Regions from separate parts of the Sus scrofa genome. Here regions 1, 2, 3, 4, 6 and 7 are each linked to region 5. The links are chromatin contacts, called in public Hi-C and HiChIP or PLAC-seq maps. All regions are on one chromosome and are shown on one strand. Each heading gives the region's core, a stretch centred on a gene start, on an enhancer-like site or on the middle of the called end of the contact. The rest is flanking DNA. Distances are from core to core; before and after follow the strand shown. Region 1 holds the start of TIGD3 (tigger transposable element-derived protein 3). Region 2 has its middle 28 kb from the start of FRMD8. Region 3 holds the start of C2H11orf68 (UPF0696 protein C11orf68 homolog). Region 4 holds the start of CFL1 (cofilin 1). Region 5 holds the start of MAP3K11 (mitogen-activated protein kinase kinase kinase 11). Region 6 holds the start of DPF2 (zinc finger protein ubi-d4). Region 7 holds the start of CCDC85B (coiled-coil domain-containing protein 85B).

Region 1 (3,828 bases), core at 1,010-3,509, 230 kb after region 5:
GTTGTGCCAGGAGCCAGCCCTTCCTGAACGAAGCTGCTCACAATGAGCTGGAGGGGCACCTTGGCCCAGGCCGCTGCGGCCATGTGCAGGGCATCCAGCACCGTGATGGCTGCCCCGGCCGCAGCCAGCGAGGGGCCAGCCCTCTCACTCTGGGCCGCCGCCAGCTTGCCCAGCAGACGGTGCCGGTAATGGGCCTTAAAGGCCCGGACCACGGAGCTGGGCAGGGAAGGCGTGGTGCTAGCAGCGGACAAAGGCAAGAGCCTCACGTGGCAGAGCCGGGGCAGGCCCACCAACTCCTCCACCACTCGGGCGGCCAGCAGCAAGGCCACCTGTCGGCCCTGCTGCCCCATGTCCCGGTCAAACTGTGCCAACCACTCTGACCAGGGGATAACCAGGTCAGGGTGGTAAGAGGCAAGCAGAGCCTCACTGCTGACCCCAAAGAAGCACCTTGGGGCAGCCTGGAGCCCACTGACCAACACCCGCCGTTTCTCTGTGCCCCTGCTGTTGGCACACAGCAGCACCTGTACCCGATCACGTGTGCCCACTCTGCCGGGCACTGCCCGATATAGCAAGGGCACTTCGGCACAGCCAAAAATGTCCTCTGGGGAGAAATCTTTAAGAGAGAGAGGCAGCTGGGCCTGGGGCGTGGGAGCCGGGGGAGGTGGCTCAGGGGGCAATGGAGGCACCAAAACATGGCGGGCCCCAAAGCCCACGTTGTTTCGGCGTTTCCAGCGCACCAGCCAGCCGATGCTGGGCACAAAATCCTGGCCCATGATGTCAGCCAGCTCCTTGGCTTTGTGGAGCAGCATGGGCCCTGTCACGTCCCAGGCCTTGGCCCGGGCAATGTGGTACCAGCAGAGTAGAGCCTCGTCGATCCCGCTGTACTTGGACTCCCGCTTGCGCTTGCGCTCCCGGTTGGCGGTGCCGCTGCACCAGTCCGCCAGCAGCTTCTCCTTATTCTTGCAGATGCGTGAGATCTGGGGCTGGGAGACCTGGAAGCGCCGGGCCACCTCCGACTGGGACATCTTGGACTCATCCAGGAGTTCCAGCACCTGGATCTTCTCGGCCAGGGACAGGGCGTGAAGCTTCTTCTTGCTGCACAGCTCCATGGCAACTCTGGCACCTGTTCCGGGGGAGAGGGGGAAGGAGGAAACGGTGAGGGTGGAGGCCAGGCGGGGTGGGAGAGGAGCATAGTAAGAAAAAGGGGATATTAGAGGCAGGGAGATAGACTGGTGTAGGGAGAGACCAGGGCAGCCTGGATCCGCTGGGACAGGGTGAGGGGACACTGGGTTGGAGGTGAGAGGGCTGGATTGAAAGGAAGAGAAACCACCAGGCTGAGTGAGCAGTGGCCTGGCCCTGATCTGGAGGAATGCAGGACCTAGCTGGGGAGGGCTGGCCCCTGGTCAGAGCAAGAAGGGAGTCTGGGCTGAGGTTTGGGGGAGAAGGATGAATAGAGCCGAGGGGACAGCTGCAGAGACAACAAAGGAGCATGGATGGGGAGGACAGGGCTGGGGCTGCATGGGGCAGGTGGAGGGGATAATCAGAGCTGGCAGGAGGAATCCCCGTAGGGGGAGGGGGATGATGGCCTAGGCTGGATTCAGATGAAGATGTGGGGGGCAGGGTGGTAGAGTGGATGAATGGAGTTGAGATGACAGGTGTACAGATGACAAAGAGGGACAGACTGGGGGCTGAAGGAGCGAGTCTAATTTGGTGCCAGGTCCTGAGCAGGTATGGCTGGGCCGGGGTCCGGCCTGGAGGGGGCGCGGGAGCACAAGGCCGAAAGGACAGGAGCACAGGCGACAAAGGGCAAGAGGGGTTAGGAGGCCGCGCGGGCAGCGAGAGGGGCGGGGTGTCCTCAGAGGGGAGAGTCCTGGCCTGGGAGGGGGACCACCGCGCGGGGACGAGCGTCTGTGATGGAGACAGGCCGGGAGCCGGGTTCTGCAACCTGCTGACCTCTCCACACGGTGACTCTGGGTCTGCCGGCGGGGCGGACCTAGCCATCGGCCCGCCCGGCCTTCCCGCCTCCCAGCCACCCTCTCCGCACCCACCTCAAGTGTTCGTCCCGCGACTCCCGCCCCGGCCCCGGCCCCGGCCCGGCTCCCCAGCCCCTGTCCCTGTGGTACAAGAGAGCAGGGTAGGGACGCGCGGGGCAAACTGAAGGGCTGCGCGGGCGGCGGGCGCGCGCACAGCAGGGACCGGTGGGCGCCGCCCGCGCCGGGTTCTCTCCCGGCTGAGAAGACCTGGACCCACCGCTCAGCTTCACCCGCTGCCGCCCCGCCCCGGCCCAATCCGATTGGTCTCCGGTGCAGTTCTGTCCCTCCCCCGGCTAAATCTCATTGGGCATCGCGAAGCGGCGGGTCGTTGGGGGAATTGAGCTTCTAGCTGCAGGGGCTGGGGGGGCGGAGCCCGGACGGGGCGGGAGTCCTGGAAGCGCCGCCAGCCTCAGGGGACCCGGTAGACGAGGCCAAACAAGCCTCCCTCCAGTGAGCAGACTTGGAAGGTCATCCTGGCTGTGACCCTAGGCAGCTTTAGCTTCCTCATCGACCAAACAGGTCTATTACCCCTCACCCAGTGGCTTTGAAAAAATGGAAGCACGTTTTAAGCTACACAAAGGATGTTACCATGGACGGTATTGGCCTCAAGTGGGTACTACCACAAACTGCTTGCTTGGGGCCAGTTCTGATTTTGTACGAATAAAGACTAATTTTATTTTATTTATTTGCTTTTTAGGGCCGTAATTTCGGCATATGGAGGTTCCCAGGTTAAGGGTCGAATTGGAGCTACAGCTGCCGGCCTACACCACAGCCACAGCCATGTAGGATCTGAGCTGCGTCTGCTACCTACACCACAGCTCACGGCAAGGCCGGATCCTTTAACCCACTGAGTGAGGCCAGGATCAAACCCAAATCCCCACGGATACTAGTCAGATTCATTTCCACTGTGCCACAATGGAACTCCAGCATTCTCATTTTTAACCTTTTTCCTTTTACTATCTTTTCTGGCCTTAGACTATTCAACCACCAAGGATCACTGCTTGACTACCTTGACTCCAGGCCTACATCCGCGCAGACATGATGGGGCTGTGCCCCGCCCCTAACGCAGTCCCCAAACTGGAGCACCCTGCTTACTTACTGAACACAAGGGCCCAGGCCACTCACTGCCTCCCAATAAAACAGTGGCTTTCAGACTGTCCTAGAAAATCCTAAGGATACTTCGGGGGGGGGGGGTTGTCATAACTGATTCATACCTTTAAAATGTTGGTTTGCAGGAAAAGAAAAACTCACTCTTGTGCACGTAAATATACTTGGAGGAAGGTTTGCATGGCTGCACTATAGGCCGAGTTCACACACACTTGCCTTCAATTAAATGAACCAATTTCAGGCAAGCAAGGCGGAGGTACCTCTCATCTCCATTATTCATACAGAAAGCTTTAATGTGTCCTCATGGTGACGCATAGAGTTTTCCTGTGTCATTAACTCTTTTATATTTATATAATCATCAAGCTTCTAATCAAGCTTCTGGACCTATGCTAAGTATCTCTGAAACTAAAAAGCTCAACTGTTATAAATCTGTCTCACCACTTGCACATACAAATCCAGAATTTCCTCCAAACCAACTAAAACACAGAAATAAACAGGTTAAAGTTGATTTTAACCCAAATTTTGTAACAGCTATAATGTACATAAGAAATTAAAACAAATTATCCAATTTTCTGTCAACTTATATTGAGGTTAAATGTTTTATTTAATTTGGGGGGGAAAAGCTATGCTTCAAGACTAATGTCCATGGAGTTCCCACTACGTGCAGTGGAGTTAAGAATCTAACTGC
Region 2 (3,801 bases), core at 532-3,031, 180 kb after region 5:
GCAATGCACAAAGCATTAGGATTCTGCGCTGCTTAGGACTCTCCAACACGAAAGGAACTAAGGCCTTCCTTTGTGCCCCTGTGTCTGGAGGGGTCCCACCACCCACTCCATTTTCAAGGATAAATTGGCACAGTGTCCATGGGCCCTGGCTTAGAAGCTCTCCGGGCAGCATGGCTAGCTTTTGTTGGAGCTGGATTGTCTCTGAGGAGGAATGAGGGTAGAAAGCCACACAGGGACCTCTCTGTCCGGCCTTTGGGGCCAAGGCTGTCCTTACAGTGAGATGGACAAATGGAAGGCTCGGGTCCTGCCTCTTTCTGCAAATAAGGCTGAAAATACCTCGGGAGTATTTTTACAGAGAGGAGGGCAGGGCAGCCAGTGCGTCAGCAGATTTCTCCTGAGCAAAACAAGCTGTTCCAGGAAACGGCAGTAAACAAGAGAACTTTGGTCCCTGGGTGGGGCTGGGTGATGAGAGGCCTGCCCCACCCGGGGGGTGGTTGAGACCTGCTCTTCCTGGGGCAGTGCCCTGAGGGGCTCATGGCTGGGGGGACGGGGGGGGGGGAGGACCCCTTGGGCAACATCCGGATTTCAGGGTCAGGGCCAGGGCTCCAAGTCCTTTCTCACAGCCAGGATTGCCTTCCCTTCTCGTTCTGAAGCCTGCTTAGTTTTGTTTTCCTGAAAACACATCAGCCCAGGACGGGTCCCAGGAGAGAGAAGAGGGGCGAGAAAGGGCTGGTGCTTTAGGGTCAAGATGGGTAGGAGGGTGATGATATTGCTGCCACCACTAGAGAATGTGCCAGAACCCTGCTCCCGTCTCTCACAGGCCCAGTACTAGAGCTGTGGCCTCCTGGGTCACCTTGGACTTGTAACGGAGCAGGACCCTGGGAGGCCTTCCCAGAATAGACCCCCACTCATCTCCTCCGCTTGCCTTTTTAGCTATAGAAAAACTTGAACGAACCAATTTAATCAGGGAATGAAAAAAAAAAAAAAAAAAAAACAAAGAAAACAGTAATAACAGCTCAGCCATTCAACAAAGTCAAGGACCTTCAGTTCCTCAGAGACTTTAGATAGGAGTTCCTATTGTGGCTCAGCAGGTCAACAACCAACTAGTACCCAGGAGGATGCAGGTTCAATCCCTGACCCCGAGCAGTGGGTTAAGGACGTGGCATTGCCGTGAGCTGTGGCTGAGGTCACAGACTTGGCTCAGATCTGGCGTGGCTGTGGCTGTGGTGTGGGCCAGTGGCTGCAGCTCTGATTTGACCCCTAGACCGGGAACTTCCATATGCTGTGGGTGCAGCCTTAAAAAGAAATTAAAAAAAAAAGAAAGATAAAGAAAGAAAACCAAAGCCTATAGATAATATTTTGAGCCATGACCCTGGAGCTGTTTTGCAGGTGCTGAAGCTCCCACCGTTTGGAAGAAACCACCTAACTCGATGCTGCCCACAGCACGTAGACCCCAGACCCGATGGAACCAGCACGTTAAAGCTGCCGACTCCCAATGACCTCCCCACCCACCAATCAGGAGCATGTCCAGGAGCTGACCACGGCCGGCTCCTCGGACACTGTAGGACTCCTCACAGTCCCCTCCGAGGGCGGCACCAGCCTGCTGTGTGTTCCCTCTTTGCCTGGCAGTTAAAGCTGCTTTTTCTGCTTCCTCCAACTGTCTCCGTGCTTCTGTCTGGCACTGGTGCCGAGATTTCGACTCTCCCCCTCCCAGGAGCCCCTCGGCCTGGGCCTCTCCCTTCAGAGCCCCAGGGCCCGGGTTTCAGGGCCTGGGTAAGGAAGTGCACAGTCACTGCGTGCTGGCCGGGAGCCCTTCCTGCCCTGGCTCGCCTCCCAGCGGCCCAGCGGGAACAACCCGGACCTCCGCCCAGCCCCCACTGGCCTCTCCTGCCCTGGCAGGAAGCTGGGCCCCAGCCTGGTCTGGCCCACCCTGCTGCAGGCCCCCGGGCAGGCCCTTCGTCAGCTCTCCAGCCGGCTTTCCCTGTTCTCACCTCCTCGCTTTAACAAAAGAGTCTGCCTGGAAGCACTTAACCCAGTGGCTCTGCCTGGAGGTCACCTTCCCAGTGAGACTCCATCCCCACCCCGTCCTGCTGGGACGTGAGCTCCTCAAGGGAGGGCCTTCCGTCTGTTTGTCCTCCCCTGGGCCTCTGAGCTGGCAGTCCCCGAGACGGCCCTGGCGTGGAGCGGATCTTGATAAATGTGTTGACCAAACAGTTGTGCCCACTGTGAGGCTCTCGGTCAATATTTGTGATGTTTCTGGGCTGATCGGAGGAAGGAAATGAGTTCCCAGGTCAACAGCAGGCCCACAAAACAGGTGGCGGGCCCGGATCTGGGGTCCCGTCCACCCCGGACTCCCAAGTCAGGACATATGGAGAGGGTGGTGGGGTCGGGGTGGGGGGACTGCTGTTCCCTGTGGCCGGGGGCCCAGCAGCTCCCAGGAAATGGCTGGTGCAGCTCAGGGAGACAGGGGAGCCTCTCTTGGCGGACGTGGCAGAAGGCGTTTGAGGGGGAGGGTGTCAGGGGTTGGTTCTCCCGGTTTATAAGGCAGAGGAGGAAGTGGGCCAGTCCACCTGCATTTCCTGCTCTCATTTTGGGAGCCCATGTGTGTCCAAAAGAGAGAGGGACAGGAGTTCCCGCTGTGGCACAACGGGATCCGGCAGTGTCTTGGGAGCACTGGGTCTCAGGTTCCATCCTGGCGCAGTGGGTTAAGGATCCAGCATTGTTGCAGCGCAATTTATGCTGTGACTGCATCTTGGATCCGATGCTCCCTGGCCTGGGAACTCCATGTGCCTTGGGGAGGCTGGAAAAGGAAAAAAAGAAAAGGCGGGACAGGCAGGGAGGTGATCCTGTTAGGAGGGGGCTCTCATATGTGTGACCTATGCCTCCTCTGGGGTTCCAAGGGCCCCCCAACTGGGAGCCCCCTGCTTCTAGCGCCAGGCCTTGGGCGAGCCGTGGCTCCAGGAACTAACTGCAACGCCATCAGTCGCCTTCATCCAGCTCTTTGGGACGCTCTGCCGTGTACAGAGGCATCAGGGGGGCCCTGGTGCCCAGCCCCGCTCCCCAGCCTTGCACGAGCCGGCCTGCTGCCTGGAGCTCACGTTGCCCTTTTCCTGCCAACTCCTTCACTGGCTCATGGTCGCCTCCCTGTGTCCAGAAAGCCCTGCTCACCAGACTCTCTTGTCCCCCCTCCCGAGTGCCAAGCACCGACGGGGAGCAGCAGGAAGGCCTGTGGAATGAGGTACCCGGTCCCACAAGCCTTGCCTCCCTGGACCACTGTCGCCCCACCAGTGGCCCCAGACGTCCTCGGGCAGGCCCCCTGTTGCTGACGGAGCAAGTCCCAGCTTTGGGGGGCCCCACCCTTTGGCCCGTGTCCATCTCACCAGCCTCGCCGCAAGCCTCACCCACCAGGAACCTTGGTGACAGCTCCTCTGGGTGAGCAACCTGGTGGTGCTGAAAGCCGCCCCTTCCCAGGCCTAGGTCTGCACAGCCCCCCCAGGGACCCTCTCCTCCCAGGCTGCCTGCAGCCCCCCACCGGAGCTCACTTCTGCTGGTGTCCCTGAGGCTGGAAAGGTCCCCAGGCCTGAGCCTCTCTCGCCCCCACAGTGACCCCACTGGAGCACGGGTTGTTCAGACCACCCTTGAACCTCTGCCCTTTTCTGTTCTGACTCCCCTAGACCTGCCCAAGTGGCACCTGTGAGAGACCCAGGTGGTGCCGGGGCTTCTGTGGGCAGCGTGAACCCCTGAGGGGTTCATGTGCCCCTGGAGGCTGCCGACCTTGAAGCTGTGGGGGAGGCCTTTGCT
Region 3 (3,630 bases), core at 996-3,495, 230 kb before region 5:
AGGGGGTGTGGCCTGGGGGGCAGAGGGCGCTAGGAGTCATAATCTTCTTCGTCCTCTGCGTCAGGTGCTGCGGGGACCTGGGGCGCTGGGGGCAGAGGCAGAGTCGAGGTGAAGGGCGTGAAGGGTGTCGGGGGGCTGCAGGGCAGAAAGTGGGAAAGGAAGATCAGGCCACTCACCTGTGCCCAGTCCTGCCCGCTGAGCCCCACCCGGTCCTCCAGCCAGGCAGGCCTGGAGCCCACTGCCCTCTACCAGCAGGGAGCCGAGCCCAGAGAAGGGAAGGACCCAGGGCACACAGCCCTGCCCGGGGGAGGGGACTTTCTGAGAGCACAGAACCCAGCCGTTAAGTCCTCTTCAGTTCCTCCCGTCCCGTCTCCCAAATCTGCCACAACCAACAGAACCAAGGCGCCTGAGCGGTCAGAAAGGACAAGGCAGCTGGGGACCAGCTGGCCCCCTCTGGGTGCCACCGACCTGCTTACCTCTGAAAGTGGGCAGGGGGCTGGCTGGCCTGGGATGGGGCCTGTGATGTCTCCTCTTCCCCATCAGTATCTGTATCCTCAGACTCATCCTGGGAACAAGACAGGAATCAGAGGCGACAAGAAAGGCGTGGGCCCATTACTGGAAAGCCGGACCTCTGCAGCCGCCATGTGCAAGGCAACCAACACAAAGAGGTCACAGGTGAGGATGGGACCAGGCCTCCAGCCAGCTGGGCCTGGCCTGATGCAAGGCTGCCCTCTCCACCCTGCAAGGCAGGACAGAGGGCTGGGGCCTCAGCTCACCTCCTGCTCCGAGTCTGTCCCCGACAGCTTCTTGTCCTTGCCTTTGCTTCCCATGCCACCGTTCTTCCGGCTGCCGCCGCCTGGCTTCCGGCCCCTTCGGGAAGGTGGAGTCCATCTGCCCAGAGGTCTCCCCACTCCTCTGCCATCCCCCAAGACACCTCCAACCCCGGGGGCCTTGGCCTTCCCCACATGGACACTGACTCCCCACCTGCGAGGACCCTTGTCCCCGTCCATGTGGTTGTCTTCCCCATCTCCCTGCATGTCAGGCACAGAGGCCACCAGATCCTTTAAGAAGTCAAACTGCTGCTCCAGCTCAATGCACTGCTTCCTGGAAGAGGTGGGGAGGGAATGGCACTCAGGTGAGGCACAGATGTCTGTACTCTCAGCAAAGTGCTCTCTGGATGTCAGGGGAACAGAGCCTGGATCGTTTCAATCCCAGCCATGCCCCCTTTCTTAGAATACCCAGTCCCTGCCAACTCAAACCTACCAGCCTTTGAGTCCTCGCCCAGCCGCCTCCCACCTCCCTCCCTATCAGGGCACAGCCTCCCCTAAGCGTGTGGACTCCGGGCGGAGGCCCCACACGAGCCCTCCCAGATCGGAGCCACTCACAGGTGGGATGTGGTCATGGTCTTGGCATTTCTAGACTGGGTCACTTGGCAGGCCTTCTTCAGCAGTGACTCCAGGAAAAGCTCGAGCGCCCGAGCTGAGGGTCGTCAAGGCGAACGCGGGTTCTAACAATGTCCTGGCCCCCAAAAAGCGACCCGGGGCTGCCGGCCTCCCCCGCCTCCCTCAACCCAGCCAGCCCTCGACAGGATACAGATGATGACAGGCACAGCTGCCGCCACCTTCCCAATCTCTTCATCCGTCTGCATTATCTTCTTGATGCGTGCCTGAGGAAGGGGCAGAGAGCTCGGACCCCGTCGCCGCGGCCCCCGAAAGGGTGCGCGGGGCGGGGGGCAGAGAGAGGGAGCATCCCGGGAGGAAGGGGGCGGGGGGCACCGACGCGGAGAGGGCACGGAAGGGGGCGGGGCGTCCGGGCCCCCGAACGGCGCGATGCGCCCGCCTCCCTGGCCGGGCCTGGGCCGGAGCCTCCCGAGAGCCCGGCTCGTTCCTCCCGAGGCCGGCCACGTGCTCACCGGCGGGAACCGCGCGTTGTACTTCTTCTTCTTGCTCGGCATCTCGGGGCCTCTCTCGCCGCGCCGGGCCCAGCGCCGCCGCCCGCAGCCTCCCGGCCCCCGGGCCTGCTCGTCGCCCGCCCGCCGCGGTTCCCCCGGGTCCTGGTGCCGCCTCCTCCGCCCCCGCCACTCCCCCCACAGGGTCCTAGCGCCGCCGGTCAGCACTCGGCCGGCGGGGCCCGAGCGCCCTCCCCTCACAGCCTCCCGCCCGGTGCGCGTCTGTCCGGGACTGGACGGCCGCGACCGCCCGCCCCCAAGACCTGAAGAGCGAACGTTAGCTCCGCCCCCCGCAGGCCCGCCCCGCCTCGCGTTCCCAATGGCCCCGCCCCCGGGGTCAGCACCGCCCCGACGGCCCTGCCCCTTCCCCCCGGTCCCGCCCTATGCTGCGCTTGTCTATAAAGTTGTTGTTGAGGCGGCGGGGCAATAAGATGGCGGCGGCGGCTGCAGCCGTGGCGGGGGCGGGGCGCGGCGGCGGCGGCGCGGAGCCCCGGCAGGAGCGGAGCCGGGCCCGGGGCTGGGCCGGCGCCGAGCGCAGCGAAGGCCGGAGGTGACGCCCGGGCGGCGGGAGGGGGCAGGGCGGGGCGGGGCAGGGGCGCTGCTCGGGCCGTGAGCACTAATGGCGGCGGGCGCGGCGGGCGCGGCGGGGCGGGAGGCTGGCCCTCCCGCAGGCTCTAACAAGCCTGGGTTCGAGTCCGGGCTCGGCCCGTTGGCCTCGGATTGGTCACTGCCCTCTCTGGCCTGCATGTCTTCGTCTTTAAGTAGGCGGGATAACGCCCGCCTGGAGGCCTGGCCCTGTGGGGCCTGTCGGGGTGCCTCGTTCCATTACATCCCAGCGCCCGGGAGACCCGCCTGCCTTGGCAGCGTCGGGAGCCGCAGCTGGGCCGGCGGCCCCCACACCCGAGTTCACTTTTCGGCCCTTTCACGCACTGCAGGTGTGACCTTGGGTAAGCCCCCTCCTCTGTGAGCTTCAGTTTCCTACTCTGTAGGTCAAGGATAGTAGTGATAATAGTAACAGCATTTATATAGTTCTTGTTCCACCTCCTAGTATTTAATTCTCTACAGCTGTTTGAGACGGGAGCAGCTATTTTTCATTGTACAGATGAGGCAACTGAGGCACAGAGACATTAAGTTTTGCCCAAGGCCGCAGGGATTAGTTCAGTGCCTGGCACCTACGTGCTCAGGCCCAGGAAGCTGGATCTGTCCTGGACCTGCCCTAACTTGGTTCCCACCCGGCAGGATGGAACCAGGCGAGGAGCTGGAGGATGAAGATTCTCCAGGTGGTCGTGAAGATGGCTTCACTGCTGAGCACCTGGCCGCAGAGGCCATGGCAGCTGACATGGACCCCTGGCTGGTGTTTGATGCCCGAACCACACCTGCCACGGAGCTGGATGCCTGGTTGGCCAAGTACCCACCATCCCAGGTTACCCGCTATGGGGACCCTGGCTCTCCCAACTCTGAGCCCGTGGGCTGGATTGCAGCATATGGGCAGGGCTATGTCCCCAACTCAGGCGACGTGCAGGGCCTGCAGGCAGCCTGGGAGGCTCTGCAGACCAGCGGGCGCCCCGTCACACCAGGTACCCTGCGCCAGCTGGCCATCACCCACCACGTGCTCTCGGGCAAATGGCTGATACACCTGGCACCTGGCTTCAAGCTGGATCACGCCTGGGCTGGCATTGCTC
Region 4 (3,433 bases), core at 371-2,870, 170 kb before region 5:
GCAGGCGTTCGGATTGGACCCGCCCCCTCTAGTCTCTTGTCCTAATAAGGACATCTAGGGCATCCCGCAGCTAGGGGCGGGCGGGAGCGCGTCTCCAGGGTAACTGCGAAATCTCCCACCCCCCTCCTCGTTGCTCTTGGAAACTCCGAAGCTCAAAAAGGTGGAGCCAATCTCATCTTGTAGCAAGGTCTCTTGCAGGAGGCGGCGGTCGAGCTGCGGTCCCCACCTGATGCTCCCGGTGGGGGGGCAATGCAGCGGTACGTCCCCGACTACAGTCCCCGGCATGCTCTGCGACATACCCCAGTCTCGGGTGTTGCTCCCCAGCTGAAGACCAAGCTTCCAGCTCTTCATTTACAGCCTTTATTCTGCATATGGGATCGATGCCCCCAATTCTCTTGTTTGCGACCCTGTCTTCTGCAGAGTAAGCGGCTATGGCCTTTGTTGAAAGCCAATGAAATCTCCCTGGAGTCCCCCACCCTAGTCTGTTTTTTGAAGGTTATGCTCCCACAGAGCTTCTGTTTTAATTTCTGTGGGTATTAAATTAACCATATGCCTGGTTACCAACTGGAGAACGAGATTTAAGTCTGGTTTAAAATCTGTTTCCTGGAGTTCCCGTCGTGGAGCAGCGGTTAACGAATCCGACTAGGAACATGAGGTTGCGGGTTCGATCCCAGCCCTTGCTCAGTGGGTTGAGGATCCGGCATTGCCGTGAGCTGTGCTGTAGGTCGCAGACGCAGCTCGGATCCCGCCTTTCTGTGGCTCTGGCATAGGCTGGCAGCTACAGCTCCGATTCGACCCCCTAGCCTGGGAACTTCCATATGCCGTGAGAGCAGCCCAAGAAATGGCAAAAATAAAATAAAATCTGTTTCCTCTGCTCACTGCCTAGTAAAAGGCGGTAATCTTCGAATGCATAAATCCCTGCTCTTCTCCCTTTATTGCCTCATGAATATGCCAAATGCTTTTAAAACTAGTACAAAGCTCTATTTTCAAAGATTTCTTTGTAGTCTTTCCTTGTGTTTTTTTTCTCTTATTTTATTGAAATTGCACATCGCCTTTCCTCAGTAGACAAGAGTGTCTTTTGAGTATGGAGAATGGTTAATGAATGTGTCCTGGATTGAAGTCTCCTTATACTTGGGATTCTCCTTGCTCTAGGACTGGATTCCAGACCAATGAATAGTTGCTTCAATTCACAAAAGCAAAATACCAAGTCACTGGAAATTTTTAGACCAAGAGATCCAGAAAAACGCCAGGATGGACCTTAGGAAAACCGTTTCGGTACGGGATAAAGAAGCGCGAAATCGAGGCTCATTTTCAGGTCAAATCACCCAGCACCGAGGCCTTGGCTCTGTGCAGAGCGTTTCCTGGGGCATTCCACCAACCCGCGCGCTCTCCTTGCTGTAGTCCCGCCCCTCTCAGCTGTCCCCGGACTACACTTCCCAGTATGCAACGTGACGACCAGACGCTGTCAGATGAAAAAGACTCTGCTACCCAGCTGGCCCGAGGACAGCGCAGGAGCCTCGGACTTCATTTCCCGTCGGTCTTCAGGAGGAGCGCCGGAAGCCCGCCCCGCCCCTCATTGTGCGGCTCATACTAAACGGAAGGGGCCGGGAGAGGCCGCGTTCAGTCGGATCCCGGCAGCAGCTGAAGCGGCTCTTGTCTTTTCTGGCTCCTTGCTATCTCCTTTTCGCTTCCGGAAATATGGTGAGCGGCAGGCCACGGCGCGGGAGGGGAGGCGGCTGCGAGTCGATTGTCTGCGTGCGCGGGAGGGAACGGGGGAGCGACGTCGGCACCCCCTCCCCCAGATCCCCCGGCTGGATGAGGGTCTCGTGCTGAGGGGCGGGCGGCGCTGGGACGCGCGTGCGCGCCCGCGGGCGCCGGTGAGGGCCGGCTCGGACGTCGCTCGCGCGCCCCCTGGACTCCCCTCCCCTCCCCCACTCCGCTGTTGCGCCCGCGCGGACACTGGCCGTGGGGGAGGGGTCCAGGGCGCGCGGGTGCGCGGCCGTCGCGGAGCAGCCGGTGTCGCGCGTCGCGGCGGTGCCGAAGCGAATGGGTTCGCGGGTGCGCGCGCGCGCTGGGAGCACGCGGCATCCAAACCTGGCTCGGGGGCGGCGAAGGAAAAGCGCGCGAGCGCTCTCGGCGCGCGCGCCCCACCCAAGGGCTGTTCCTGTCTTCGCGTCACCCTCCCTCGCAGGCGGGTCTGTCTCGAGAGCAGGTGGCAGGGATGCCCACAAGGGGCGGGGGCGGCGCGGCTAGCTGGGATGCGGGGGTGTCCGGGTTTTGGCGCAGGCGCCTGAGATTGGGGGCTTGCCCCGCGCAGCGGACCCCGCAGCGACCACGGCCGCGCTCGGGAGCGAGCCCACGAGACGAGCTGGGTTCTCCGCCGAGTACTCCCGGCGAGGGATGGAACGGCGCTGTCGGCCGGCGCGTGCGCACTCGCTCAGGCCTGGCCGCCGGGCCCGAATCCCTGGACAAGTGGGGCCGTCGGCTTTCCCGGATGGGGCCTGAGGGTGGAGCTGAGTTTAGGGAAGTGACCCAGGCGGGCACCGCCCGGAAACCACCCCGCCCCCTCTGTTCAGCCCGAAGGCTTCGAGGGCCGAAGGTTGTGTAACGTGCCCAGGCCCTCAGCGGAGGGGACCAGTAAGCTGGTGGGTAAAGGCGATTCCTTGGGGTTGAGAGTCTAGAGGTGTCTCTGCATCTGTGTACCGGTTTTTCTCGGGGAGGGGTCTGAGTCTAGCCGATCTCTTCTCCGCCTACTCCGGAAGCGGCTCAATCACGTGGCCAGCTTCCTCTGCAGTTCCGGGAGCGGGGGCAGGTTTTTACCTTGGACAGTCACTCTCTCCCGGCTAGGTTGGGCCCCAGCACGACCCAGAAAAGTTTAAAGAGCTCTCAAGGGCCAAGGTGTTTGGAGTGCTAACTTAGATCAGTGACTTTTGGGGCCTGCATATATTCTGGGGAACAGGGAGTTGTTGGGTAGGGCCTTAATTAGGCGTTTGTGGTTCTTGCTTGGGTTTAGGAAGACCCCAGCGGAGGATAGGACAGCTTGTGTAGTCACCGCATGGGACAGTTCTGATGGACTTGTTAGAACAGTTGAGCACCGCTGGTGTCCCATGTAGCATTATGGGGTCCTGGTTCTCAGAAGTGACTGTAGCCTGGGTGTCTGGGTCCTCTTCCACCTCCGTGAAGTTCTGAGTCAGCACAGGAGGCAAAAGCCGAGATTGAGGATGTGAGTAGGAAACGAGCCAGTAGTCAGTTCTGTAGGTTCTTTCAATTCTGGGCTCCCATCTGGGCCAAGGCTCTGCTGCTCGCAGGTCTTCAGACTCTAGCCTGCAGGATGTCAGGCTGGGAAGGAAGGATACTGAGTTACTTGACCAGATGTGTCTCTCACGGTTGCCATTCTGGGGTTGTGTGACATCTGGTCCTTGGACAGGAACTG
Region 5 (3,515 bases), core at 810-3,309:
CCCTGCGCCCCTGCCCATCGTGCCCACTCACTTAGTTTCTCCTGGGAGCTCAGCTTCAGCATCTCTCGGTCGGCTGAGGTCACAATCACGTTGTTGCTGCCCTGCTCCCGCACCAGCTCCTTGATGTCTGCAACCACAGCCCCGGAGGCGTCAGCAGGACCTCGAGGCATCTACGCGCCACTCCCTGTTCTGCACCGCCACCTTCAGTCCTGAAGGGAAGCCACCTACCTCGGAGGGGCCCAGAGTCCTCCATCCGGGGAAGCAGCTCCTGAGCAGAGAGAAAAGGATGAGGGAGCAAACAAGGCAAAAAGTGGGCTCAGGACGGGCTCCCAGGAGAAGAGAGGGGGAGGCCGAGGGCCAGAGCCACTCACCGAGACCTGGTTGAAGCCAAACACGGAATGCTGAGAGCTACAGCGTACAGGGGGTGTGGAACTCACTTTCCGAAATACTGTCATCTCCACTCCGGGGTCCCTAGCAGTGGAAAAGGAACATCAGCTTTGAGCTGCCCTTTTCTCTTCATACAGTTCGTCCTCCGCCATCCCCACTGCTTCTCCCTCCACAGGGATCCCCCTTACAAATCCAGGGCCAACACAAAGAACAACTGGCCGCTCGCTCATGAAGCCAAGGTTCCCTAAGCCCCTTCATTCTCCAATGCTCAGGCCCAGGCACCAAGACTCCGCCATTCCCAGCATAGGCCCTGCCCCCGCCTACCTGGGCAGACTGCTGTCCCCCTGGGCAGGCTCTTCCTCTGGGTCCCCCATGGTAGAGTTGCGCTTCTCCACAATCTCGCCCTGGTCGAACATAGCATGCAGCCGATAGTTCACAGTCTTGATGGTAGCGAAGATGACAGCCACCACAAGGCAGTACACACCAGCCACCATCAAGCTGGGGGGCAGGACCTGGGGGCGGCAGCAAGTCAGGTCCCTCTTCACACAGCCCTGTCCCTACCACCTACCACCACAGTCAGGACTAGGACACACAAATTCATTAAACTCCATCACGCCTGCCGGCTGCTAATACAAAGACCCTGCGAGGCAGCCCTATCTCCAGCATAACTGGAATGAGATTAAGTGAGATTCAAGGTCACCCAGGCCAGGGAAATTCTGGCCTCTCTTCCACACACTCCAGACTCCGCAGTGAATCCTCTTCCCACACCCCAGCGCCCCAGCCACAGCCCAGAATCCCTGCCAGGTTGCACCCCTTCGTGACATCTGCCCTCCCTTTCCCCGGCACGAGTTACAGGTGGCCGCAGCATCTCACCATATACAGCAAGAAAGGAAAGGTGAGCAGGAAGATCCAGACATAGAGATGGAAGCAGTTGGAGAAGGTGCTCTGGTGTGGGTCGAAGAACCAACCGCCGGTGAGCGAGGCCCACACCCCCTGGCGCAGGATCTGCAACACCTGCGACCCCATGGCCCCGCCGCTGCTGCGCGCGCCCCCCTCCCGGGACCCTCATGGGGGCGGCCCCCGGCCCATGCCCCGCCTGGCGCCCGAGGGCCCCGGGGCCCAACCTCGCGCTCACGCCATGGCCTCCCCCAGCGGGGGAGAGGGGTCGGTGGGGCGAGGGTGCGGGCAGGGGGCGGGGCCGGCCAGGGCAGTCAGTGGTGCGAGACCCAAGAGCCGGGGTGGAGCCGCATCAGGGGTGGGGTCCAGGCCCCCACCCCCGGCCCAGAACTGCTCCTAAGGGCCGGACCGGCGGGCAGGCGCAGGGCACGGGCCGGGCACCGGTCGGCGGCATCCAGAGGTGGGCGTGGGGTGGGTGCTCCGGGGGTGCAGACGACGGCTCCCACGGTTCCGGCCCGGGGAGAGCCCCGGGACCCTGAGGTCCACTTCCGGGGTCACAGGTCACTCGCTTTGGGCTCCGCGGTCGCCCCGCTTCTGCGGGAGCCGACCCAAGGGGGAGGCCGGAAGAAGGAGCCGCGAGCCGCCAACCTGCAGTGGCGCATGCGCCCGACGAGACCAGTTGGGACCCGGAAAAGGAAAACCTTTCGGCTCGAATGCGCAAGCGCAGGGAGGTGGTGGACCGATAAGAAGCGGGAGAGCCCGCTGGGCTTGCGCAGCTGAGGAAGGGACGATCCAAAAGGCACAAGTCCTTGAGCGCATGCGCACACCTAAGCGATGCCAACCTAGCCGCGATCACTGGGCGGAACGCGAGGGAAGAGTTACTAGAGGCGAGGAAAAGGATGGAGGCGTGGACACCCCTGGGGGCTAAAGCCACAGTTGTGCGCTACTGGAGCAAGCCCCTCTAGGTGCGCCCTTTTTAGCGCTGGACGTCAAACGTCACGAGCGGCCTCTACTTCCGGGTCAGAGCTCAAACTCAGAGTGTAGAGAGAACAGGCAGGACTAGTCGAAATAGGATAGTGTCGTTTTTCTTAAAGTGACAGGCTCAAGGCAAGGGGGTCCGTCGCGCGGTTGCGAGAGCGATTTAGCTATTCCAAGTGCCATCACTGGACAAATTTCAGGAGCACAGTCTCAGGTTTCCATCCCTTCTTGGGAAAGAGGCATGAATTGTTTCCCAGGTGAAGGGAAGCAGTAAATCTTAGACAACGCGTTCCAAGAGCTCCAAGTGCAGCCAGTTTCGTCCTCCATTCTTGCCTACCCCCACTGCCAGCTCTGCAAAGCGGAGCTCCTGGCCCCAGTTTCAGACATGAAGAGAATGAAGCGCAGAGAAAGGGTCACACGGCCCTGCAACTTCGGAGCCAAGACCACACTCGGGTTTGCCCCTCTTCCAAGCCAGGATCTTTCCCCCAGTTTTACAGATGCAGACGTAGAGGGCGGGGACGGTCCCTCCTTAGCAGAAACCAACCTCGACCTTAAACCTGTTGTCACGGGAGGTGGGGGCTACGGGCTACACTTCCTCTCCTTCTGCCTCTCATTGCCCGCCTACCCGGTAACTCCCAGACCAAATCGCCCTGCAGCCTCTGGGAGGGGAGCGGTGCTACCCGCCCGCGTCATCTGATGCTGTTTCCTGCAGGAGAGAGAACAGCGGAAAAAAGTGAAACTCCACCCTCCACCTCTGCCTCCCGCCCCCGGGGCCAAAGTACAAAGGGAGGAGGAAGAAGGGAACGGGGTTGGAGCCATCGGGTCGCGAGAGCTGAGCCAGGAAGAGGCAGCTCAACCTAGAGACACTCCAGCCACCCCCCTGCGCAGAGACCCAACGGGAGTCCAGGCACTGCCCCTCGCTGGCCCCACCTTTCACTTGGCGGGTGCTGGAGCTCGGCTCCCAGGACTGCTCTGGACTGAGGGACGCCCGGGCCCCTCTGTGCCGGCCATGGTGAGACATCGGAGGCCCTGGGGGTCCACCCCCCCAGCCTGACCACACTGCTTCCCTAGGTCGCCCTCCTCCGGAAGCCCGAGATGCGGTGGGCCGGGAGGCGACACTCCTGGCTCCCCAGAGAGGCGTGGGTCTGGGGCTGAGGGCCAGGGCTCGGATGCCCAGGTTCCGGGACTAGGGCCTCGGCCGTCAGCAAGGGTGGGGACCGGGGCACCCAGGGAAGGTCCCCCACACCCGCCAG
Region 6 (3,646 bases), core at 1,107-3,606, 250 kb after region 5:
ATCCAGAGAAGCGTCAGAAAGACACCTCTTTCCAGGATGGGCATGGTAAGAGGAGAATGGAAGTCTCTTTTTAAAGGGCAAGTTGTTTAAAACTGCATCAACTGTAGTTGGCTTCTCATTACTAGTACTCAGGAATCAGTGGCTGGTGACCCTCACAATCTCTATAGCTCTTTAAAGAGAAATAAGAAGTCATGCTCTGTTTAAACGGGCAACCCTTCACTCCCAACATCACATGAAAGGGTTAGTAGCCCTATTTACAGGATGAAAGTCTTCCAACATAAAGACAAAGAATCTCATTACATACAATTTGTTTTTTTCTCTCTCTTTTTTGTCTTTTGTCTTTTTAGGGCCACACATGAGGCATATGGAGGTTCTCAGGCTAGGGGTCTAATCAGAGCTACAGCTGCGGCCCACGCCACAGCCATAGCAATGCAGGATCTGAGCCGAGTGTGTGACCTACACCAAGCTCACGGCAGTGCTGGATCCTTAACCCACTGAGAGAGGCCAGGGATCGAACCCGACACCTCACGGTTCCTAGTCAGATTGGTTTCCACTGCACCAAGACGGGAACTCCTCATTACATATAACTCTTAAATGAAGTCTCAACGAATCTTGAGCTCACAGCTAACAGCTAGGCAAGTCTGACATTCCCCCAGTACAGTAACGTTTCCAAGGTAGAAGCTTTGATTCTTTTTCAAGAAGCATGAAGTCTGTGTAGAACCTTCCCTTACAATGGGACAGGGGGAGTCAACAAAGAGAAAGGCAGGGAAACAAAGAACATCTGAGTCAGGCAGGATAACTATATAAATGGTAGATCAACAGCGTCATTTCTAAATTGAGGGAAATGTCAGCTTGAAGAGAGAGCTGGGGAAACTGGAGTGGGCAGATCAGAGAGAAAGATAATAGTGCTGGGAGGAGGGGTGGTTGAAAGAGGCAGCAGGATGGAGCTGAAAGCAAGTTTAAAAACAACAACAACAACAACAAAAAACCCCCACAAGAACAGAAGGAGAAGGCACTTAGCTTAATGGAAGTGGGAAAGCACTGGCAAAGAAAAGGCTCCAGGCAAGAAGAGGCAGAGCGGCACCGCACCCTTAAAAAGGGGCCCTTGGGGGGCTCAGCCCACCACCAAGACAGAGTTCCCAAACCTTTACCTTGTCATCCAATCAAAATCCCAAAGCCCTAACTGGACAACTAGACACCTCTCAATCTTCCTACCCTTGCACCAAGCCAAATTTACGCATTAAAAAGGAGCTTGCTCTATTCGCCCACGGGGCACGGAGCTGCAAAACTCATTCAGATTCTTCCTCACGGAGGGGGCTGGGTTAAATCAAGTCTCCAAGCATCTTTAACTCACAGCTAACGGGATTCTCCATTTACCGAACAACCATGAACTTTAACTTCGCTCGAAATCTGTCAGCCCAAGAGTATTGCATAGCCGGGCAGCCGGGGCGTCCGGGGCTCTGCATCGGTCCAGTGCCCGCTTTTGGTGGCTGGGATTGGCCGGCACAGAGGCCCTCTCCCCTGAAGTTCTTTCCCCTCAGTACCAGCTCTGCAACAAATTCTCCCCCGGAATATTCTTGGCCTTGGGTACCTGACACTCGAGGACCACCCCACCCCCCCGCCCGCCCGCCCGCCCCGGAACGTCACCGAGCTGTTTAGAACAAAACAGCCCAGCGGGGCTTAACGGCGCGAGGGCTGCGGAGCCTGCTCCCCCAGGGCCGGCTGCGGGCGGCCGATGGGGAGGGGTCGGCGGCGGGGCGTTGCGGGGGCTCCGGCCGCTCCCGGGTCCGCCCTCGGCCCGGCTCCACCGGACTGAGGCGTCTCGGGAGCGAATCCGGGACTGTCTTTCGTAGGCGACCAGGGCGCCATACTCTGGAAACCGTCAGCCCGAAGGGAGCGCCCAGACCGCACAGCCCCTCCGGGAGGCTGCCCGTTAGGGGCTCCCGTGTGCCCCCCTCAGGGCCTCCACAAGTTTCCAAAGAAGAGCAACGTCTCCTCCGGAGTCTCGGGTTGTCCTCCCCACTAGGAGTCGCAACATGGCCTTCCCAGGCAAGGCCCTCTCTCCGCCTCGTCCCTTCCCGCACCGCCCCCTACTCCCAGGCCCCTTACAAGACCTCCCGGCCTAGGAGGAAAAGAAAACGGCCACTCACAGCTTCACTACATTTTCCACCACAGCCGCCATCTTCCCGGCTCCTCTACCTCAGGCCGGGAGGCCCGGAGAGCGCAGCGCGCAGGCGCCGGGACCGCACGGGGAACCAGTTTCCTCGTCCTTCTGCGCAGGCGCCGCCCGGGAGCGCGCCCGAGAGCGAGCTGCCGAGAACGAGCTTGCCTGTTGGGGGCCGGGGAGCCGAGGAACTAGTGCGCAGGCGCAATGGAGACCGAGGCCGGGGCGGCGCGAGGCTCCAGCTCTACCTCCGCTTCTGACGTGTAGGGGAGCGGGAGAAGGGAGGGAACGTGTAACATGGTCCAGAAATGAGAAGGTGAGGGCTTGGTGAAAACTGGCAGGCCCGGAGGTGGTGTAGGTGAAGCTTATGCGTCCTGCTACCTCGCAGACCTTTAACCTCGTGGTTAACCCTTTGCCCTCACTTGCTGGCCAGGGGTTGGTGATAGTAGTAGGGCACAGTCCTCTTGAGCTGCCAAACACGTGCCCATTTTAGGGAAAGAAAAAGCAACTCCCAGAACCTGACGTTCTTTGGCCCGAATATTGGACTGTGACAAATTTGCCCCCATTCCTGCCTTCAGCTTTATCGGCGCCCAACTCTTCTCCCCTGCTTCCTGCTCCTAAGCTCATTCCCTCCACTTAGGCGCCGAAGACTATCCCTCTCTCTTGTGTACCATTCATTTCTGCTTCACTGCTGAATCATGCAAATTCGTTTACAAACATGACTTAAAATCCTCTTTTAAAAAAGCTCATGGGGCCGCACCCGCGGCATATGGAGGTTCCCAGGCTAGGGATCTAATCAAGACCTGCAGCCGCTGGCGTAAGCCCTAGCCACAGCAATGCAGGATCCGAGCCTTGACTGTGACCTACACCACAGATCAGGACAGCGCCAGATCCTTAACCCACTGAGCAAGGCCAGGGATGGAACCCGCAACCTCATGGTTCCTAGTCGGATTCTTTTCCGCTGCGCCGCTACGGCAACTCCTAAACTTTTTGAAATAGAGAGAAAATCATTGTATGTAAATGTAATATTAAATATACATATTAAACATTATTATTTAGCTTTACTCCTTTTTAAATATATTCAGATCCCAGTGGGAAACAGGTGCACAAAGAAGACGGTTCATTACAAAGGGGGTGTTAATGAGTGTAGCTGGGTCTGGAGGGACACCTGGGGGGGGACAGTTGCCTGGGGGTGTGTAGTAGCAGAGAAGTTTGCATCATAAGCCCACAGAAATGCAGGAAGAGGCACCAGTGGGAAAAAGGAACTATCAGGGGAGATTGGTGACCTCCAGTGAGGGCATATCCTGGCTGAGGTGCCCTTGCAGGAAGTGAGACTGAGAAATCCCTCACTCTCCCCCTCCTCCCCATCCTCTGATCTCTTGCTGGGCTCCCATTGGCTGAACCCAACCGGAAACCAAAGCCCAAGGGAACCCATAGATGTTCCTCTACCTAGGTCACCTCCTGGGGAGAGGGTAGGGGAGA
Region 7 (3,340 bases), core at 735-3,234, 200 kb before region 5:
CCCCTACAGTCTTCATCACCCTCTTCCTATGATCCACCCAACCCTACCGCCAACAGATGATACTCCACCAGCCTAAAACACTAACTCACCCAGCCCCACTGCCAGCAGCACCAGGTTCCTGAACCAAGACTCTCTGCCAGCCCCTCATAAGTGGAAGGGGTCAGGAGGGTGCCAGAGGCTTCTGTGATGAGCTGTCCTGTGCCCCCAGCTCTGAGAAGACTTTAGCTCCAGGGAATCCAAGCATCCATAGCAAGAGCAGCTGCTATTTATTTTCCTAAAGAGAGTATTTTTATACAAACCTGCTAAAATGGAATAAAAGCCTTGAAGCTCTGGCCTGCTCTCATTGGACCCAGAGGCTAAAGGGAGAACCTTTGGAGCCAGAAGCCCTAGGCTCCCATCAGAGCTCCTCCAACTCACTATATGACCTTGGAGAAATTATTCACTATTTCGGGACCTCGATTTTCTTATCTGACAAATGAGGCTGCATCTGTTCTGCCTATCTCCAGGACTGAAAGGAGGAAGAGAAAAGCTGTGGGTTGCCAAGCCAAGAGGATTATCATCTTCCTCCTGGTGGGGGCCCGCAGTGCTCCTGCTGTGCCACAGGCTGCTAAGCCCCTTCCAGCCTCAGGGGAGGCCGGCTGAGTGGGTTTTAGGCCCCCAACACCTGCTTCCTGCCCCATTGTCTTGGACAGGAAGGAGCTGGGAAGGGAGCCGGAGCCACTTCAGGGGCCGGATCACAGCCTGTCTTGGAGCCTGATGGGGGTGGGGGGTGGGGGGTGGGCGGTGGTTTACCAGGGTCCCACATCCCGTCCCAGGATTGAGGTACTGGGGAGTCAGCCACCTTAGTTCTGCAGTCCCTCCGGATGGGAACGGTACCCCATCACCAAGTCCCCGCCCTCCTCCCAACGCCGGCGAGTCCCAAACAGACGCTGGCCGGGCCATGGGCTCTGCTTCCTTCTCAGTTTATTAGCCCCCACCCAGCCTCCAGCAAGTCCCTCCGCTCCAGCCTCCAGTCCCCTGCTGCCCCGCCAGCGAGAGCCAGGGGCCCTCCTCAGCGTCAGGGTTTTCTAAGTCCATGCAAGCGGCCCCTCGTGCGCAGCCGGGGCGGCGTTCGAGTCCCGAAGTTCACTGCAATCCCGGCGCTTGGGGACCAATCCTGGCGGGCGTCGGCGGGAAGCTGTACCCTCAATCATCTGGGGAACAGGCCAGAGGCAACTGATCGGGACTGCCCACGCTGCCAGTACTGGAGCTTCCATCGCCCAGGTCACGGGGACCGCACGGGGGCAAAGCCAGCTCGGGTGTTGGCGCAGCGCCTGAGCCCCCCGAGCCGCCGGGGCCGCCGCGGGGGCCCCACTCCTCGCCCAGCGCCAGGCAGAGCTCCTTAAGCGCCAGGTTCTCCCGCAGCAGCTCCTCCTGGCGGCCCTCCAGCTCCGCCAGCTTCTGCCAACAACCGCCTAGGTCCTCGCGCACGGCTCGGGATGCTTGGGTTCCGAAGAGCTGCCACTGGCGCGCGGCGCGCCGCCCGCGCTGGCGCTCCGAGTCCAGGAAGCAGCAGAGGTCGCGCAGCTCGCGGTTCTCAGCTTGTAGGCGCCGGTTAAGCTGCTTGAGCTCGCGGATCTCGCCCAGATGACCCTGTAGCTGCCGATTCACCTCCTGCATGAGGCGGCCGCGCTGCACCAGAGCCGCCAGGCGCGCCGCCTCCTCCCGCCGCAGGCGCCGCACCAGCTCCTCCTTGCCCAGAGCCGCCATCTCCTCATCCGTCAGCTCCTCCAGGCCGCCCGTCTCGGCCTCCATGGCTGCTCAGGCCTCTGGAGCATCGCCTGCCCGCCGCCGCGGCCCAGGAGCCCCACGACGAGCTCCGCGGCGCCGGGGTTCTAGCACCCGCTCGGCAGACGGTCTGTGGTTAAGCGAGCGTAGGATGCAGCAGTCGAGCGGGGGTGGGCACGCGGCGGGGCGCGCGCCGGGGCGGGGCCACATGACGTTAAGGAACGACAGCCAATCTGGGAAAGCCTCCTCGGAAAGGGGCGGGACCTGGGCGCCGGGGTGGGGGCGAGAGAGGGAGGGCGAGGGAGAGTGGACCGTTTTCGGACTGCGGAGTCCCCGACCCTCGTGCACCTTGGGTACCCGCGTCACCGACCTCTGTTCCAGTCAACCCTAAACTAGGCGCTTCGAACTTCCCAATTCCCAACATCCTCAGGCTCGAGCCTAGGCCTCTCGGCTCCTCCCGAGAACTAAGAATCGGATGGCGGGGGTGGGGGTGGGGGTTCCCACCCTCCTGCCCACCCGCCCCCGACGGAACCTAGACGGGCCGCCTTTCCATCCTTCCTAGCTTAGCTTGAGCTCGACAGTCTCGGCTCACTGAGTTTCGCTCCCAGTCCTCGGAACCCTAAATCCTAAGGTCCTGGCTCACCATCGGCCTACCCTCCCCCTCACGGAGTGTTCCTGCTCGGTGGGAGAGGCATACAAGGGATTCGTTTCTTCAGAAAACCTTTCTTTTTTTTCTTTTTTCAAAAAACCATTATTGTGTGTGAGATCCACGCAGAAATAAACTTAATCAAAATCCTATACTGTCCTCAAAGAGATCTTAATTTAGCAGAAGAGACAAGCTGTGCTAAATCCAAGAAGCAAATGGAGAAAGAGCATATTTTGAGGGACTGCCTTCCACCCGCAAAAGTTTTCCCAATAGAGGTGATATCTGAGGGACTCTAAAAGATGCATAGGGGAGTTCCCATCGTGGCGCAGTGGTTAACGAATCCGACAAGTAACCATGAGGTTTTGGGTTCAATCCCTGGCCTTGTTCAGTGGCTTAAGGATCCAGCATTGCCGTGAGCTGTGGTGTAGGTCGAAGTTTCGGCTTGGCTCGGATCCTGCATTGCTGTGGTTCTGGCCTAGGCGGTGGCTACAGCCCCGATTTGACCCCTAGCCTGAGAACCTCCACATGCCGATCAAAAAAAAAAAAAAAAAAAAAAGCATAGGACTGGAGTTCCTGTTGTGAGTCAGCGGTTCAAACCCAACTAGTATCTATGACGACATGGGTTCCATCCCTGACCCCTCTCAGTAAGTTAAGGATCTGGTGGTGAGTTGCGGTGACGGTCACAGACCCAGCTGGGATCTGGTGTGGCTGTGGCACAGGCTGGAGGCTGCAGCTCCAATTTGACCCTTAGCCTGAGAACTTCCATATGCCGCAGGTGCAGCCCTAAAAAAACAAAAAACAAAAAACAAAACAACAACAAAAAATAGGACTTTGGCAAGTAAGGAGAAAACTATTTCAGGGACAGGGAGTGGCACGATGAAAGTCACTGCGGGTGGGAAAGGGCCTAGCTGCTTTAACAACAATGAA

What was found. Hi-C and Micro-C count contacts between places; a contact is called where the count stands out from the background. HiChIP or PLAC-seq counts read pairs in DNA pulled down with a chosen protein or histone mark.
Region 1: an H3K27ac HiChIP or PLAC-seq map of alveolar macrophages shows a contact between it and region 5. The contact joins the promoter of TIGD3 here to the promoter of MAP3K11 in region 5. A contact is called at or near these places in 1 of 5 promoter capture datasets (fetal skeletal muscle), 1 of 47 Hi-C or Micro-C datasets (liver) and 2 of 2 datasets of contacts at active chromatin or transcription factors (alveolar macrophages and skeletal muscle).
Region 2: an H3K27ac HiChIP or PLAC-seq map of skeletal muscle shows a contact between it and region 5. The contact joins the enhancer-like site here to the promoter of MAP3K11 in region 5. A contact is called at or near these places in 1 of 5 promoter capture datasets (liver), 3 of 47 Hi-C or Micro-C datasets (embryonic fibroblasts, liver and subcutaneous adipose tissue) and 2 of 2 datasets of contacts at active chromatin or transcription factors (alveolar macrophages and skeletal muscle).
Region 3: a contact with region 5 is called in an H3K27ac HiChIP or PLAC-seq map of alveolar macrophages. The contact joins the promoter of C2H11orf68 here to the promoter of MAP3K11 in region 5. A contact is called at or near these places in 2 of 5 promoter capture datasets (fetal liver and liver) and 2 of 2 datasets of contacts at active chromatin or transcription factors (alveolar macrophages and skeletal muscle).
Region 4: a Hi-C map of liver shows a contact between it and region 5, with 4 times the contacts expected there. The contact joins the promoter of CFL1 here to the promoter of MAP3K11 in region 5. A contact is called at or near these places in 3 of 5 promoter capture datasets (fetal liver, fetal skeletal muscle and liver), 5 of 47 Hi-C or Micro-C datasets (brain, embryonic fibroblasts, heart right ventricle and 2 more) and 2 of 2 datasets of contacts at active chromatin or transcription factors (alveolar macrophages and skeletal muscle).
Region 6: a contact with region 5 is called in an H3K27ac HiChIP or PLAC-seq map of alveolar macrophages. The contact joins the promoter of DPF2 here to the promoter of MAP3K11 in region 5. A contact is called at or near these places in 1 of 5 promoter capture datasets (fetal skeletal muscle) and 1 of 2 datasets of contacts at active chromatin or transcription factors (alveolar macrophages).
Region 7: an H3K27ac HiChIP or PLAC-seq map of alveolar macrophages shows a contact between it and region 5. The contact joins the promoter of CCDC85B here to the promoter of MAP3K11 in region 5. A contact is called at or near these places in 1 of 5 promoter capture datasets (fetal liver), 2 of 47 Hi-C or Micro-C datasets (liver and mesenteric adipose tissue) and 2 of 2 datasets of contacts at active chromatin or transcription factors (alveolar macrophages and skeletal muscle).

Annotation. Positions count from the first base shown.
Region 1 is chr2:6,865,681-6,869,508 of Sscrofa11.1, forward strand. It overlaps TIGD3 (tigger transposable element-derived protein 3), which reads right to left and starts at 2,260. Exons shown (of 2, transcript XM_003480677.4): 1 at 2,049-2,260; 2 at 1-1,123. The coding sequence starts at 1,109.
Region 2 is chr2:6,813,855-6,817,655 of Sscrofa11.1, forward strand. No RefSeq gene overlaps it. Among named protein-coding and RNA genes, the nearest start is that of FRMD8, 28 kb to the right of the region's middle. Within about 2 kb of position 1,782, at least 57 of the 83 cell types and tissues checked have an H3K27ac peak or open chromatin away from gene starts, as enhancers often do. A contact at or near this core is called in alveolar macrophages, liver, skeletal muscle and 1 more, where this site is marked.
Region 3 is chr2:6,409,701-6,413,330 of Sscrofa11.1, forward strand. C2H11orf68 (UPF0696 protein C11orf68 homolog) reads left to right here and starts at 2,246. Exons shown (of 2, transcript XM_003122554.4): 1 at 2,246-2,498; 2 at 3,188-3,630. The coding sequence starts at 2,332. DRAP1 (dr1-associated corepressor) reads right to left here and starts at 2,235. Exons shown (of 6, transcript XM_013994078.2): 1 at 1,913-2,235; 2 at 1,594-1,666; 3 at 1,386-1,479; 4 at 777-1,104; 5 at 477-565; 6 at 1-135. The coding sequence starts at 1,954. The coding sequence ends at 30.
Region 4 is chr2:6,469,938-6,473,370 of Sscrofa11.1, forward strand. It overlaps CFL1 (cofilin 1), which reads left to right and starts at 1,621. Exons shown (of 4, transcript NM_001004043.1): 1 at 1,621-1,701. The coding sequence starts at 1,699. MUS81 (crossover junction endonuclease MUS81) reads right to left here and starts at 843. Exons shown (of 16, transcript XM_003122526.5): 1 at 1-843.
Region 5 is chr2:6,638,002-6,641,516 of Sscrofa11.1, forward strand. It overlaps MAP3K11 (mitogen-activated protein kinase kinase kinase 11), which reads left to right and starts at 2,060. Exons shown (of 11, transcript XM_021082851.1): 1 at 2,060-2,249; 2 at 2,975-3,515. It overlaps PCNX3 (pecanex-like protein 3), which reads right to left and starts at 1,932. Exons shown (of 34, transcript XM_021082830.1): 1 at 1,261-1,932; 2 at 712-899; 3 at 372-471; 4 at 229-268; 5 at 32-127. The coding sequence starts at 1,413.
Region 6 is chr2:6,884,192-6,887,837 of Sscrofa11.1, forward strand. DPF2 (zinc finger protein ubi-d4) reads right to left here and starts at 2,357. Exons shown (of 11, transcript XM_003122537.5): 1 at 2,151-2,357. The coding sequence starts at 2,182.
Region 7 is chr2:6,435,844-6,439,183 of Sscrofa11.1, forward strand. It overlaps CCDC85B (coiled-coil domain-containing protein 85B), which reads right to left and starts at 1,985. Exons shown (of 1, transcript XM_003122520.4): 1 at 944-1,985. The coding sequence starts at 1,794. The coding sequence ends at 1,186. It overlaps FOSL1 (fos-related antigen 1), which reads left to right. Exons shown (of 4, transcript XM_003122519.3): 4 at 1-330.